2 separate regions of the Sus scrofa genome follow, and region 2 is linked to region 1. A link is a contact called in public Hi-C data. All regions are on one chromosome and are shown on one strand. Each heading gives the region's core, a stretch centred on a gene start, on an enhancer-like site or on the middle of the called end of the contact. The rest is flanking DNA. Distances are from core to core; before and after follow the strand shown. Region 1 has its middle 20 kb from the start of AKR1CL1. Region 2 holds the start of AKR1C1 (aldo-keto reductase family 1, member C1 (dihydrodiol dehydrogenase 1; 20-alpha (3-alpha)-hydroxysteroid dehydrogenase)).

Region 1 (3,376 bases), core at 371-2,870:
GAGGAGGCCTGTGAAGACGGAGGCAGGCGTTCCCGTGGTGGCTCTGCAGGGTCAGGACTCAAGATTGTCTCTGTGAGGACACGGGTTCCAGCCCTGGCCTCGCTCAGTGGGTTAAGGATCCCATCTTGCTGTGGCTGTGGTGTAGGCTGGCAGCTGCAGCTCCCATTCAACCCCTAGCCCTGGAACTCCCACATGCTGCAGGTGTGGCTGTAAAAAGAAAAAAATAGTTGGAGGCAGAGGGTGGAGTGACGCAGCCCAAACCCAGGAGCCCCTGAAACAGGCAGGAACGGGAGAGGCAGGAAGGACCCTGGAGCCTGCAGAGGGCCTGTGCCCTTCGTGCTGCACAAATAAAGATAACAGGTACTTCCAAAACCTGCGGCTTCCCCAGCAGCGGGAACGGCTCCAAGCTGCTCGATGAGACACCCATCTCCCCGTAGCTCCCTTGGGATCCCTATGAGCAAGTTCTCGTCCAAGTTCTCGTCCATGGCCACAAAGAGCCTGCAAGGAAAAGAGTCTGAGTAAACTGAAAATGTCCATCCTGAAACAACGACAAAATATTGACAAGGAATCATTTTAGATATTTGAGGTTTTCTTATAAGGTCCCCCGATCCGTTATCCACCCCCCCCTCCCCCGGGGACAGGATCAGAAGGCCACAAGGGGGAGTTCCCGTCGTGGCGCAGTGGTTAACGAATCCGACTAGGAACCATGAGGTTGCGGGTTCGGTCCCTGCCCTTGCTCAGTGGGTTAACGATCCGGCGTTGCTGCGAGCTGTGGTGTAGGTTGCAGACATGGCTCGGATCCCGCGTTGCTGTGGCTCTGGCGTAGGCCGGTGGCTACAGCTCCAATTCAACCCCTAGCCTGGGAACCTCCATATGCCGCGGGAGCGGCCCAAGAAATAGCAACAACAACAACAACCAAAAAAAAAGACAAAAGACAAAAAAAAAAAAAAAAAAAAAAAAAAAAAAAAAAAAAAAAAAGAAGGCCACAAGGAACGTGATCCTGGCTCAAAGGCTGCAAGAAGTTCAGCATCGTCACTTGTGTCACTCACGGGGGTTGGGGGGGGACTCCCATCACCTCCACTCTTCTGGGGAAGGGAGTCTCTGGTCCAGACAAATAATGACATCAGGCAACCCTAACGCTCTGGACTTTTTTTTGTGTGTGTGTGCTAAAGTATAGTTGATTTACGACGTTATGCTGATTTCTGTTGCATAGCAAAGTGGCTTAGTTATGCACATATATACATTCTTTTTAAAAATATCCCTTTCCACTAGGGTTTATCCCAGGATTCTGGATATAGTTCTGTGCTGTACAGTGGGGCCTCACGGCTTACCCATTCTCAATGGAATCGTTTGCATCTACCCCCCCCCCAACTCCTAGTCCATCCCCCTCCCTCCCCCGTCCCCCATGGCAACCACAGTCTGTCCCTGTCCGTGGGTCTGTTTCTGGTTTGTAGGTAGGTTCATTTGAGGCAACCTAATGCTCTGAACAGATAAAGTGCATTCACTCCTCCGTGGTCTTCATCGCTAATATTTACCGAAACAAAGCAAAAGACACTTCCAAGGTGGAGTCTAGCGCTGGGTTTCTCACGCATGTCGGTCAATGCCGCCCTCTAGTGTGTGTCTGTGACATTGCATGAGCCCAGGACGGCGACCATAAACATTCAACTATGAGGAAAGCCTAGCGACCAACCATTTCCAAACTCCCATCAGCCAGCTTACGTCGCAGGTGAGGAAACTGAAAAGACCTGGGGCAAAACCCACAGCCGAGGCTGGCGATGGGCTGTGTCACCGGATGCCTGGCTCCTGTCTTTGCTGCCTGGTCGGGCAACAGCGGGGCAGGGCGGACCCTGTAACAAAGGGCTCCAGACAGGCTGCCTGTCTCCCTGTTAGGCTTTAGGAAATTCCACAAACAGTAAAACACAGCACTCACCCCCTAGGAATTTGTCACTGAAAGCGGAGAAGAAAACGATGCCACTGCTCCAGTAAAAACCCATCCAAACCCACCCAAGCCAGGGTCCTTGGGAGAGAGGGTTTGCCTGTTAAACCACAAAACCAGAGAGGTAGCGGAGACCAAGGAGCATTTCTAGCTTCATCCTGGCAACTGGGATGGCTAAGGAAGGATCTTAGGCAGAGGAGAACGATTACCTGGTATCAAATTTAGGAAGTCCATTCTGGCTAACATGTGAAGGATGCCAGGCCCGGAGTTGAAAAGACACGTGACGCTTGGCTTGGACAATGTGGGGCAGGCATTGCAAGGACGTCAGCCTCCTCGTTTTCTAGCTTAAAGAACCAAGGTGTTGACAGTACTATCGAGCTGCATGGAGGAGCCAGAAGGAGGCGCGAGAAGGTTTGTCAGGTCATAGAAATAATCCCTTCTGCTTGGGACATGCCGAGTGTAAAGGCCCTATAGGACATGCAGGTGGAATATCTAGTGGGTTCATTAAACCCGCTGGTCTGGACCTCAGTGGCAAAGTGTAGACTGAGTTGCAGGTTTTGCACTGAGATCATAGCTGAGCCCTGGGGACGGGGGAGGGGGGCGGCTGCCGAGGGGATGGGGCGGAATGAGAAGGCAAGAGGGTGGGCTCCCTCGGGCTACCCCACCGGTCCCCAGGGCTCAGCTGCCATCTCAGTGCGAAAGCTACAACTCAGCCTGTGCTTTGCCACTCGCAGCGACTTGGACGGACCTAGAGAGATGATCATCCTGAGTGAAGCAGTCAGACAGAAAAGACGAATGTCCTGTGGGATCACTTATATGGAGAATCTAGGTTTCTTTTTGTCTTTCTTAGGGCTGCACTGGAGGCACCTGGAGGTCCCCAGGCTGAGGGGCTGATCACAGCTGCAGCGGCCGGCTTACACCACAGCCATGGCAACACGGATCTGAGCCGCCTCTGCAATCTACACCACAGCTCACGACAACGCGGGATCCTTAGCCCACTGAGCGTGGCCAGGAATCGAACCTGCATCCTCATGGATACGAGTCAGATTTGTTTCCGCTGAGCTACGACAGGCACTCCTGGAGAATCTAATTTTTAACGATGCAAAGGAACTTATTTACAAAACAGAAACAGACTCACCAATTTTGAAATCAAATTTATGGTTACCAAAGGCTTAAACTGGGGGGGGGTAGATAAATTAGGAGTTGGGGATTAACAAAGGCACACAGCTATGAATAACACAGACACCTAACAAGGACCTACTTAAGAGCACAGCGAATTCTCAGGACTCTCTAATACCATATGTGGGAAAAGAATCTGAAAAAGAATGTGTATGTGTGTGCATATGTGGAACCGAATCATTTTGTCCTACCTGAAAGTAACACAACACCGTAAGCAACTATACGCCAATGATTTTTTTTTTTAAAGAGGGGGGTGGGAGA
Region 2 (3,376 bases), core at 420-2,919, 110 kb before region 1:
ACAAATAGGACTCCATCAAACTGAAAAGCTTCTGCATAGCAAAGGCAACTACCAACAAAATGAAAAAATAAGATGTGGAATATTAGAAGATATTTGGAAGTCATAATTCTGAGAAGAAAATATATGAACTCATACAACCCAGCAACAGCAACAACAATAACAAAACATTACTGTTTGTGGATGACATAATTTTGCATATAAAGAAGCCCAAAGACTCCACCAAAATTTAAAAATGGGGATCTGAATAGGCATTTTTCCAAAGAAGACATACAAGCAGCCAACAAGCACATGAAAAGATGTTCAGCATCACTAATTATTAGGGAAATGAAAGTCAAGACTACAATGAGAGATCATTTCACACCTATTAGAATGGCTATTATCAAAAAGGCAAGAAAGAACAAGTATTTGTGAGGGTGTGGAGAAAAGGGAATATGTACACCATTGATGAGAATGCAAATTGGTGCAGCCACTATCGAAAATAGTGTGGAAACTGCTCAAAAAAATTAGGAATAAGACTACCATACAATTCTGCTACAGTGAATTCACCAGAATGCATAAGATGTAGGGATTACCAGAATTTGGCCTTCTACTCCATGCCAGTTCACCTCCACAGACCTGAGAACTATTACATCTCCCTGTCATCTTGGGAGTTCTCTTGTGGAGCAGTGGCTTAAAGATCCAGCTTTGTCACTGCAGTGGCTCAGATCACTGCTATGATGGGGTTAGATCCCTGACCCAGGAGCCTCTGCATGCTGTTGGCATGGCCCAAAAAAAGAAAAAGAAAAAGAAAAAAGACACACTGACATCTTGGCTGCAAGAGTATCAAATCCTTTAAGGGTGGTATCATGAGATAGTCATAAAATCTGACTTTTAGCAGATGCTCCAAAAAAATGATTTTTTTTTTGTTTTTTGTTTTTGGAAATTAAAGGTAATAAACTGAGAAGTAATAAAATCTAACTATGCATTGTTTATTTTAAATAACAGATTATTTTTAGAATAGTATTGAATTGACAGGTAAATTGCACATAGAGTGGGAGTTCCCTTTGCGGCTCAGCAGAAATGAACCTGACTAGTACCCACGAGGATGTGGGTTCTATCCCTGGCCTCGCTCAGTGGGTTAAGGATCCAGCATTGCTGTGGACCGTGGTGTGGGTCTTGGTTGCAGCATTGCTGTGGCTGTGGTGTAGGCTGGCAGCTGCAGCACCCATTGACCCCTAGCCCAGGAGCCTCCAATGTGGCCCCTAACAAGCCAAAAAAAAAAAAAAGCAAAGCGGCTGACAGTCGGCCGAGCTTCATCTTTTCTGCCAAGCTGGGAAAGTGATAGAAACTGGGGGCAGCCCAGAATAACCTGCAGGTGACTACGTGATCAGACCCCAGTGCAGAGTAAAGGCTGATACTGAATACTTCCCACCCAACTCCCACCTCCATCACGAGGAATGGTTCCTCCTGGTTACGAGAAACAAGAGCACCTCCCGGAGTCACACAGGAATTCAATGAATTGACAACCCAAGTGGGCTTCCACTCGTGTTACATCCATTTGCTTCTGAACCCTCAACCCCAAGACCACACCTGTTACCTCTTCAGGTACAAAGGTGCTAAATCATGGTACAGGAATGAGGTGACCATCATTAAGCTCCAGACACTGGCTTTGGGGATCCATGGACTGCTGCTCCTCTGAGGAAGCAGACTCTGTATATTTTCCTTTTGCCTTCAAAGGTTATAAATGGTAGGAAGTTAATAGCCCAACTGCACTGTACAGCTCATAGCAAATAGGTTATAGGAGGCAAAAGGTTAAAGCAGCTCCCATGGAGTAAAAATATAACTGAAACCAATTAACTTGTTTGTACTTTTATCAGCGTAGTCCTAAGTAAACTGTTATATAATACAAATAAATCATTAATCCCTTGCAAAAGTTTAACTCACATTTTTAATGAATAAATTTTAAAGTTTGGATCCACTCAACATTAAATAAATTATTACAAGAGAATGTTGACCATTTGTGAGACTAGAAAACTGCACATACTAATCTTTTTTTGCTTTTTTCCATTTCCATTTCCAATCTTTTTTTGTTTTTTTCTTCTTGATCAAGGGACTTTGAAACATTTAGCTATATTATACCACACACACAAACAAATGCACAATTTAAATGAAAGATTAATTAGCAATTTTCAAATTGTTAAACTTTAATAAAGAAATATTTCAAATTGAAAGAAAATTTGCCTTTTTAACTTTTCCATTGGCATAAATATCCTGACAGGGGTATAAGCCTGAAAAGGTAATAAAAAAAACCCAAAAAAACATTCTGTCAAAGTGCTTACTGAAAATTAATTAAAAATAGTTTCTGGATATCATGTGCAATTTGCAAACAGAATGTTAGAGTGTTTATACTCTTTGACCAGTATATAATTTTTAGAAAAATCTCATTATATAAAACCCCAAATGAGAAGTATTTTGCATAATTTATTATCTTTCTCAGCATTGCGCATAAAAGAAAAATCTGTAAACTAGTTAAATTATAATACGTTTGGGAGGAACAGGGGACATCATGGCACAGTGATACAATGGAATGTTGTGAAGCCAATTATAATTTAATTTGTAAAGTCAGCAGTGAAATGGTGAGCTAGCAAGTTTTTTTCCTCTTCTGTGTCTCCCGTGGACATAGAAGAGGAAAAAAACAACAGTAATGGGGTGGAAAACCTCATAGGTAATTTGGAAGACAGCTGAACAAAAATCTAGAGCAACCAAGTGAACATCCAGTAAGGAACAATCCAGAACAGAGTGAAGGACATTTCACTGTGCTTTTACTCACCCGCAGCCTCCTCCCGCCGGGTGCAGCGCAGCCTTGATCTGTAAGGGGCAGCAGCTCAGCTCCCGGTACCTCGGTACCTCCCTAAAATCGGGGTGATCACAGAAAATCTTATTTGCAATGTTGCAACTGGTGTTTGTTCTTTTTAACCAGCCACTGTCTGAACTGGTGTTTGTTCTTAACTCTAAGCTTCAAGAGAAGGGCAGCTGAATCGAGCCATGAGCTGGAATGTTTCCATACAAAGGGACTATATATGCACACACGCCAGGGTCAAGGGTTTAAAGGTAGAGACATAGAATAGATTATGTAAAGCCCTGAGGGGCTGGGGTATGGATTAGGGGCATATTAAGGCATTCAAAAAGCAGCCATGGCTTCAGAAGTATGAAAATGCCACACACAGGCCAGGCAAGATGTAGACTCAGAAAACCACTGCGTAGCCCCTTAGCTTGCATGGTGGGTTCTCCCAAGACTAGGAGCATGCGGACCTAGATATTGCGGGACAGTCGTGACATGGGACAAGTCTGCACAGGTGGGTATTCGCCCAGTTACAAACACACATAGAATTGTGGA

The links. Hi-C and Micro-C count contacts between places; a contact is called where the count stands out from the background.
Region 2: a contact with region 1 is called in a Hi-C map of liver, with 4 times the contacts expected there. The contact joins the promoter of AKR1C1 here to the enhancer-like site in region 1. A contact is called at or near these places in 22 of 47 Hi-C or Micro-C datasets (alveolar macrophages, embryonic fibroblasts, epiblast stem cells and 11 more) and 2 of 2 datasets of contacts at active chromatin or transcription factors (alveolar macrophages and skeletal muscle).

Annotation. Positions count from the first base shown.
Region 1 is chr10:65,537,730-65,541,105 of Sscrofa11.1, reverse strand. No RefSeq gene overlaps it. Among named protein-coding and RNA genes, the nearest start is that of AKR1CL1, 20 kb to the left of the region's middle. Within about 2 kb of position 1,620, at least 27 of the 83 cell types and tissues checked have an H3K27ac peak or open chromatin away from gene starts, as enhancers often do. A contact at or near this core is called in alveolar macrophages, epiblast stem cells, fetal liver and 4 more, where this site is marked.
Region 2 is chr10:65,648,666-65,652,041 of Sscrofa11.1, reverse strand. AKR1C1 (aldo-keto reductase family 1, member C1 (dihydrodiol dehydrogenase 1; 20-alpha (3-alpha)-hydroxysteroid dehydrogenase)) reads right to left here and starts at 1,669. Exons shown (of 10, transcript NM_001044618.1): 1 at 1,577-1,669.